2 separate regions of the Ovis aries genome follow, and region 2 is linked to region 1. Evidence: chromatin contacts called from public Hi-C data. All regions are on one chromosome and are shown on one strand. Each heading gives the region's core, a stretch centred on a gene start, on an enhancer-like site or on the middle of the called end of the contact. The rest is flanking DNA. Distances are from core to core; before and after follow the strand shown.

Region 1 (4,245 bases), core at 870-3,369:
TTTGTGTGTCTGCTCAGTCGTGTCCGACTCTTGGCTACCCTTTGGACTGTAGCCTCCTAGGGTCCTCTGTCCATGGGACCTTCCAGGCAAGAGTACTGGAGCGGGTTGCCATTTCCTCCTGCAGGGGATCTTCTGGACCCAGGGATCGAGCCTGAGGCTCCTGCAGCTCCTGAATTGACCCTCTTGGGACTTTGCAGGCTTAGCTTTGTGTGGCAGCGTTTCTGTATTCATCACAGGGTTTCCGCTTTGCACATGTAAAGGACGTCTCGGGACACTGTTTTCCTACCTGCTAATCTAATGCTTTAAAATACAATTCAGGAGCATCGCATCTGACTTGCTGAAAGTGTCTTCTGAGCCTTGCAAACGGCTTGCTCACTAGTTCCTGGAAATCACTGCTTCATCCTGTGCTTTTATGTGCAGACCTGCTTTGGTTTGCTTATAGGTTCCTCCTTGATTGCAGTAGAAGAATCTCTCCTGGAGGAGATTTTTCTATTTTGCTTAGGTCCATGATACTTTATATGACGTCTTTGTTGGAACAGAACCTGGAAGGAAGACGTGTGAAGTCTTTACCTAGACCACGTTTCTCTCAGGCTATCTGTGAATTCCATTTGCAGCATGGCCAACCGGTCCAGGGAAGTGTAGTGTCAGGAAGGAGGGTGCTTGGTGTTTTATGCCCTGCGCAGTACAAGGCTGGCACCTGCTCCAGCTGTAATTGCACCCAGCACCCCAGTCTTCTACGGACATCAGTAGGTCACTGCCTGTTTCTTCAGCTGGAGAGGAGATGGAAAGTAGGAATTTATGAGTTTGGAATGGAACCTCACTTAGAGAAGGCGCCTGTTGACTTGATAAGTTTATCCCCCTCCACTGAGAGAGGCTGGTCCCCAGACTGGTCAGGAGTCAGAGCTGCTCCCCATGAGAGCCGCAGGACCACCAGTGGGGAGGTGATGACGCTCTTTACTCCTATCTTGGCGTGATGCGGATATGTATTGTCCTCCACTCAACCTAGGAATCTGGGCTATTTGCAATTTTTAGAGTCAGTTGTTTCTTGGAGAAGTCTGTGATGCAAACAAAACAATGCCACACATGCAAGGGGATGGGGCAGGGAGTAAGACAGACTCGACTAGGCTGAAAGAATGAATGAAGTCGCTCAGTCGTGTCCGACTCTTTGCGACCCCATGGGCTGTAGCCTACCAGGCTCCTCTGTCCATGGGATTTTCCAGGCAATAGTACTGGAGTGGATTGCCATTTCCTTCTCCAGCAGATCTCCCAATCCAGGGATCGAACCTGGGTCTCTCGCATTGTAGACAGACGCTTTACCGTCTGAGCCACCAGAGAAGTCATGACTAGGCTGAGAACCAAGAAAAGGCAGAAAGGCTGGGACCAGAGTGGTCTCTCCCAGTTTTAAGTGCTTGGTACACAGCTGGGCACCAGTAGGCATGTAATAAGTAGTTGTTGAATAATGGGTTGTATTGCTCAGGGGTCACAAAGAGTCAGACATGACTGTTATTTTCATAACAGTTCTATAAAGTTCATATTGTTCTGTACATTTTAAAAAGATGAGAAAACTGAGACTCAGGTTAAATAACTCACCTTTGCTCCTGCAGCTAGAATGTGGCAGAGCCATGACTCAGACCTAAGTATGCCTAAGCCTTAGACCACTGCCTTCACTAGGCTGAAACAGAAGGAGCAGTGGGGCCGTATTCATCTTCTCTCCTGCTCCCTCCCTCTGCCCTCCCATCTCTCTCCCTTTCTCCCTGCTCCCCCCTCGTAGTTATTCTCAGATGCTTTATACTTTGCTTAGGGTCTTTTTTTTGTTATATTTTTAACTCAAGAAATTATGCTGTATTTTATACAGTGCTGTTGTCAATTATATCAATAAAATTGGAAGAAAAAACTTTAATTGTGATATGATTTCAGAATTAGACAAAAAAATGACAGGAAGGGTGTAAGCAGTGTCCAGGTTTGCAGGGGTCTGTATATTCTTGGACAGTTGGGTTGTGAGCCCCTCCAACCTGGAGCCGGGCCACGCTGCCTTCACACAGTCTGAGCCACGCTGCCTGGGATTCCTGTGTGTCTGGGAGGTAGGGCGTGCCCCCTTTGAAAGGTCGGTGTAAAAACAGCAGTGTGACCTCACCCAGGAACTGAGGCAAACCCAAGAGCAGCTGTCCAGAGATTGCTAGGTATAAATATGAGCAAAGAGTCTAGGGTTTATAGTTTTGCATGGAAGAGCTCACCCTCTTAGAAACTGGAGGGTTTGGGGAATGTAAAAAGAAAAGTGGCTTATGAAAAAGATGACTGGTAACTAACTTCCCAAACAGACACTCTCAGGCGTGGCACCATACCCTCCCCAGCTGCCAAGAACAATAGCGGATGCGTTCACAGACTCCTGCGACCATGCCATTTCCTCCTCGCCATGCAATTACAGATGAATGTTTACGCTCCATGCTCTCTGCTCCACGCCCGCCACGTGGGTTTTTTTTTTTTTAACCCTCTCCTTGCTATCACCTTTGTACTCATGAAATCTACTTTTTCCCTTCTGGGTTCTGTTCTGCTAGTATAGTAGTAGTGTTAATAGCTTAGTCATGTCCAACTCTTTTGAGACCCCATGGACTGTAGCCTGTCAGGCTTCTCTGTCCATGGGATTCTCCAGGCAAAAATACTAGAGTGGGTTGCCATGCCCTCCACCAGGGGATCTTCCCGAACCAGGGATCAAACCCAGGTCTCCTGCATCGCAGGCAGATTCTTTACCATCCGAACCACCCGGGAAGCCCATAGGCATGCATTGTGCTTGGAGGACAGGCAGGAGGATTCTTCTGGTGTGAGAGGAAGGGCGAGGGTGTCCTCTTTTAAAGGGTTAAATAATCTAGACATTTCCCTAATCAGGAGACTTTACCCAGTTCCGACACTAAGAGAAACCAGTGTCCTCCAATCCAGGGCCTCACGGGCAGCTCCTAGGCCTTTCCCTTTGCTGCCAGACTCCTGTGCTCGGAGGAACTGAGCTTAGCTAACCTCCTGGAAGTCTTTTTTTCTCTGGCATTCCTCACTCACATGAAGATAGAGGTGCTGTGTGACGTTCCCTCATGGGGCAAGGTCTGGCCCACAGCTTCTGTTCAGAAAATACTTGCTGCATGAGTAGGCCTTGGTGAACAGTTGCTACCTCAGTTGACTGAAAAATGCAAGATCACAGAATAGTGTAGATCTTAAACTCTTATCAGAAGGAAAAAAAAAACTATGGGTGGTGATGAATGTAAACTAAACTTATTTTGGTGACCATTTTTATGTACATATAAAGTGATTATGTTTTACACTTGAAACAAACAGGATGTTACATGTCAAAGTCACTTCAGTCGTGTCCAACTCTGCGACCCTATAAACTGTAGCCCGCCAGGCTCCTCTGTCCAAGGGATTCTCCAGGCAAGAATATTGGAGTGGCTTGCCATCCCCCACTCCAGGGGATCTTCCTGAACCAGGGATTGAACCTGAGTCTTCTGTGTCTCCTGCATTAGCAGGCGGGTTCTTTACCACTGTCACCACCTGGGAAGCCTACTATGTTATATACCTTAAACTGTTATAATATTGTAAATCAATTATACTTGATTTATAAGTATATATGGTATTTAAAGAAAATACAAGCTCACAGCCCTTTAGGGTTTAGTTGCTTCTCTGGGATTTGCTTTGCAGTTGATCTTTTAATGAGATTTTAGGTTTGGAAGAGATCTTGGAGACCTTTGGATCCAGCTCTTTTCTGTTGTTGCTTCCTGTGTTTGCTGGGTTTTTCATCTCTGAGAAAGTCGGCTAAGTGGTTTACACAGGCGTGTCTCAGTTATGCATATGTGGACGACCCGGGTCAAGTTTCTCTTCCCAGGCTGGCCTGCTCCTTTGACTAAAGCTCCTGGGAATCCTGACCCGAGGGGGCCTCAAGGTGGGTGCCAAGTCCAGTGTCATCAGCAAAACCTGTGACCAAGGACTGACCGAAATGGTCTGAGCACCTGCCCATTGCTCTGTGCACTCCCCCAGCCTTTCTCTCCTTTTCTCCTTTCTTCACGCAGTAAGCCCCTAGATCACATGTATGCTCCAGTATTCGGACAGTTCACTATTTGTGTGTATTTTTAATGGTGAGCCTTTGGTTTCCTTGATTCCTTGAGTGGAGCCATCCTGTCTCATTGGTCACACTAGTGGAAGCACATTTTTGCAAACAGAAAGCTGGGAAACACTTTGGAGACGTCTACTCCAGTATCGTTTCTT
Region 2 (4,245 bases), core at 493-2,992, 63 kb before region 1:
GACTGTACAGTCCATGGATTTCTTCAGGCCAGAATACAGGAGTGAGTAGCTTTTCCCTTCTCCAGGGGATCTTCCCAACCCAGGGATCGAACCCAGGTCTCCCACACTGCAGGCAGATTTCCCTGCTGAGCCACAAGGGAAGCTAACTCTAGAAAGCATCCTTCAAATCAATGACTGAAAAATAATTGTCTCATTCAGGAATTTCAGACAATAAAGTATAAGGATTAGGTGTGTATCTTAGAGCAAGTCTCCAATTATCCTTTGACTTTTTTACACCCAAAATAGAAGTATTGCATGGACTGTTACAGGGAATTAATAGCCCTTGTTCCTTTAAATTTTCATGTAAAATGAGTGTAAAATAGTACTAACTACCTTGAAGTTGCTCAGTCCTGTCTGATTCTTTGTGACCCCCACAGATTGTAGCCCCCCAGGGTCCTCTTGTCCATGGAAGTCTCCAGGCAAGAATACTGGAGTGGGTGCCATTCTCTTCTCCAGGGGATCTCTCCCACCTAGGGATCCGAACCCAGGTCTCCTGCATTGCAGGCAGATTGTTCACTGTATGAGCCACCAGGGAAGCCTGCTAACTACCTTATGCAGTTGTTTTCAGGACTAAAGGAGATAATGCAAGAAAGTTTAGCTATAATGGCTGAAAATTTTGTTTTCTAACCCTCTCTTCCCCTCCTAATGTAACCTCTCCTAAAGCCGGCTTACCACAGCAGAGCTGAAACTTCAAAACCACCTTTCAGTCAGGATCTCTGCAAGGGAATTAGTATGGTTTAAATTAATTTAATAACACCAAGATGTAAATGACTATCACCCACAGGCGGCCTGGAGAAAAATTTTGCATTTTTAAAGAGGATTAGCTGACTGGAAGGATTCAGAAAATACGGGACTTGTTTTTTGAGGAGGGTGAAGAGTTCCCTGAACCCTTCACCCCAAGATTGAAACCGTGCCTGGTAGGTAAAGCGGATTTTGGAAGGGAAGATTTAAAAAACACGTTTAATTAATAAGCACTCGAACTGCAGAACTAGTTCACCCTGCTTCGCACCAAGTGGCCTCAAAGATCAGAATGACCTTGGCCGTCCTTATATCGGAATGAATCCTCACTAGAAAGAAGGGCGAGAAAGACCAAAGCTCAACTGAATTTCCGGAAAGGATGTTTTTATTTGAATAAACTCTACCCAGTCGTTACTTCCTCACGCCTCTTAGCTAACTTTTAACCCTCTTTGGAGGGCTGGGTTGCCAGAGTTCTCTTCGGGGCGAAAAGACTGCAGAACTCCTGAGGGTCTCGGGGGTGGGACTGGTGGGGGGGGTGTCCCTCCGCCCTGCAATTTTCACCCGCCGGACCCCGGGAGGGGGCGAGCAGTGCGGAGACGGCGGAGAAAGTTTCCGGCTCTGCTTGGGCCCTCCCCCAAACCCGAGCTAGCCGGGCGGGGGCACTGATCTCCGAGGAATTGGCAGTTTCCGGGAGGCTGGGGTAGCGACCCGAAGCACAGACGCAGCCGTCTAAGCAGGGATGCGGGGGGCTCCCCAAATACTGCTCGGGAAGAGCAGCGCTCGTAGAACAGCCCAGCTACATACTCCCCACTCCCACCTGCGCCGGGAGTGACCAGACCGCCTGGGGCGCGTCCCAGGCCTCTCGGGGCGGGGCCCGCGGGGCGCGGGGCGGGGCTGGGGCGGGGTCGAGGCCCAGGGGGCGGGGTCGCTGGGTGTTTCTGGGGCCCCAGCCGCGCCAGGAGCCGGGCCGGGAAGCCGGGAGGGGCCGGGACGGCCGGGTTGAGCGGCGGCCGCAGCTGCAGCAGGACGGCCCGCCGGCGGCTTGCGGCCGCGCGCCGGGAACCTCGCGGGGCGGGCGGGCGCGGCACCCCCTGCCTGACCGCCAGCGCCCCGGGGAGGCGGCCCGCGCGCGACGGGACCAGCAGCATGAGCAGCGGCTACAGCAGCCTGGAGGAGGACTCCGAGGACTTCTTCTTCACCGCCAGGACCTCCTTCTTCAGGAGAGCGCCCCAGGGCAAGCTCCGCACCGGCCAGCAAGTGAGTGGTGTGCCCGTAGACGCAGTAGCCGGCGCCCAGTCGCTCCCGGGAAATCCCGGGGCGGCAGGACCCCAACTCCACGTGTCTCTGCGGGGTGCACGAGGGATGCTCGCGAGGAAGGAGGAGGCCATCGAGAAGGGGCTTCTGTCGGATCCCGGAGCAGTGCCTCGAACTGGTGCCTGCGGGCTTACGGGCTTGCGCTGGGCGCACCGGGGAGGAAAGCGGAGGAAGGGCGGGGAGGCGGAGGGCCCTCTCCCGCCTCCCGCGCCAGATGGCCTCTGCGACTCCGCCTCGGGCGGCCGGCGGCTGGGGAGCTGTTCTGAGAGCCTGGAGTCGTCCCCAGGCCACTCCCCACGTTTCCTCTGTGCCCGGGGACGCCCTTCGCCCCCTCGCGGTCCTCATGGAGGCCCCCTCTATTAGTCCGTTCATTGGCCTGTGGCCCCTGGAGTGTTTTGGGGGCCGTGTAACGGCCAGGAGTGGACGTCGGGACTCCGCCTCCCCTACCTTCCCTGTCGGAGCGCCTCTCGTGGCGGGGTGGGGGGCGCTGAGGGAAACGCGGGGCCTCGTCAGAGCAGGCGCTCAGTAAATCTGGGTGGCGGGAGTCACGGTGGTGCGTTTCCAGTAAAGTCACGTTTATAGGTGCATCTAATGTTTTGCAAACAAGTTCCGGTACTAGGTAGGAGCAGCCGGCGAGAGCTGAGCCTTCGGTCGGTTTCTTCCTTTTTTGGAGGAAGCGTGCAGTGGAAAGCATGACTTGGGAAAAGATTGGAAGGAAACTTGGGTTGGTTTCGCCGACCATGATTGTGTGTTTCAAGGAGGCTCGCCCGAAAGGGGACGCTTGGGCTGATGTCTGAGTCCGGTGCTTGAACCCCGCGGCCTCCTGGCCCTGGGAGCCTCAGCAGGGAAGTCCTGCCAACGCAGACGTACTGGTATCCGATTAGAGAAGGCTGGAATGGAACAAAATGATTGCTCTTAAAAAACAGCAGGCGCGCGCCCAACATTGCCATCAGACTTCTTTCTGGAGACTAGAGGCAAGGAAAATCAGGGCCGGATGATGGCTTATGGGAGGAGTGAGGACGGATTAGTGTGTCAGGATTTCCTTGCCAGACCTTTTAAGTTTTCTTAACCACTTTAGGAGGTCAAATTTCTTTTTAAGATTCGGAAGTTTTAGTTTTTTGAACCTCTTAACTTCCAAACCTGAAGAAGGGGCGAAAGGTAGGGAAGGGCAAGAGTCAGGTGCCCTTACTCAGTAGCTGATGATCCCAAGTGAAGTTCTGAGTCAATTGTTTCTAAGGCTTAGTCACTTTAACCTGAGGCTGCTATAACATATGCTAGGTGACTTCAACAACAAAGTTCTGTATTTCTGAAAGTTCTAGAGGCTAGATGTCTGAGATGTGGGTGCCAGCATGTTGGATTCTTTTTGGCCGTAGGGGTATGCAGGGGATCCCCCCAATCAGAGGTCAAACACTTGCCCCCAGGCAGTGGGAGCCAGGAGTCTTGACCATTAGATCACCAGGGAAGTCCCAGCATGTTGTGTTCTGATGAGGGCCCCTTCCTGGCTGTAGATAGCTGATAGCTATCTGGCAGTGCCCTCACTCCAGGAAAAGGGCTACCTCTCACCTTCTTATAAGGCCACTTATCCCATCCTATGGGCCACCTTGAAGACCTGATTACCTCCCAAAGGCCCCACCTCCAAATCTTATCACATTAGAGTTTCATCATGTGAATTGAGGGGTAGGGGGCAGAGGCAAACAGTTCATAGCAAGTGAAATCTTATTTTTAGTGAAGTGTATTCTAGCCATGAGTTTGCTCTGAAGTTTGGAAGTCAGGAATGCCTGCCTCTCCAGTCAGTGCATTGAAGAATTGCATTTCCTTCCTTTTTTTTTTTTTTTTCACTTTGCTTTTCTCTTTCTTGGGCTCTGCTTCCTTTCTCTTCTCTACTTGGTGCTTTTTTGTGTGTTTTTTTTTCTGTTTATGTCACTGTCATCATTTGACACTTTGAGTAGAGACTGTCAGAGACCGTTGTGCTCATTTGAAGTCTATCCCAGAGGCTACTAGTAGCTGCAGAAAACTAGTTGGTGTTGAATTCTCCAGGCATGAGATGCTCCTTTATGAGGGCCAAGGTATCCAGGTTGAATTGTATGAAAATGTTTTAATGCTTTAAAAAGAAAGAATGTTTTTTTCTGGGTTTATACACTTAGAATGTCTATG

Evidence for each region. A called contact is a pair of places that touch in the nucleus more often than the background predicts.
Region 2: a contact with region 1 is called in a Hi-C map of muscle, with 2.9 times the contacts expected there. The contact joins the promoter of RASSF3 here to the enhancer-like site in region 1. A contact is called at or near these places in 6 of 16 Hi-C or Micro-C datasets (blood, muscle, omental adipose tissue and 2 more).

Annotation. Positions count from the first base shown.
Region 1 is chr3:155,288,400-155,292,644 of ARS-UI_Ramb_v3.0, reverse strand. The region is part of intron 1 of RASSF3 (Ras association domain family member 3); the gene reads left to right. Among named protein-coding and RNA genes, the nearest start is that of RASSF3, 63 kb to the left of the region's middle. Within about 2 kb of position 2,119, at least 22 of the 54 cell types and tissues checked have an H3K27ac peak or open chromatin away from gene starts, as enhancers often do. A contact at or near this core is called in muscle, where this site is marked.
Region 2 is chr3:155,350,711-155,354,955 of ARS-UI_Ramb_v3.0, reverse strand. RASSF3 (Ras association domain family member 3) reads left to right here and starts at 1,742. Exons shown (of 5, transcript XM_004006496.5): 1 at 1,742-2,034. The coding sequence starts at 1,924. It overlaps LOC121819126 (a long non-coding RNA gene), which reads left to right. Exons shown (of 3, transcript XR_006059343.2): 3 at 1-1,189.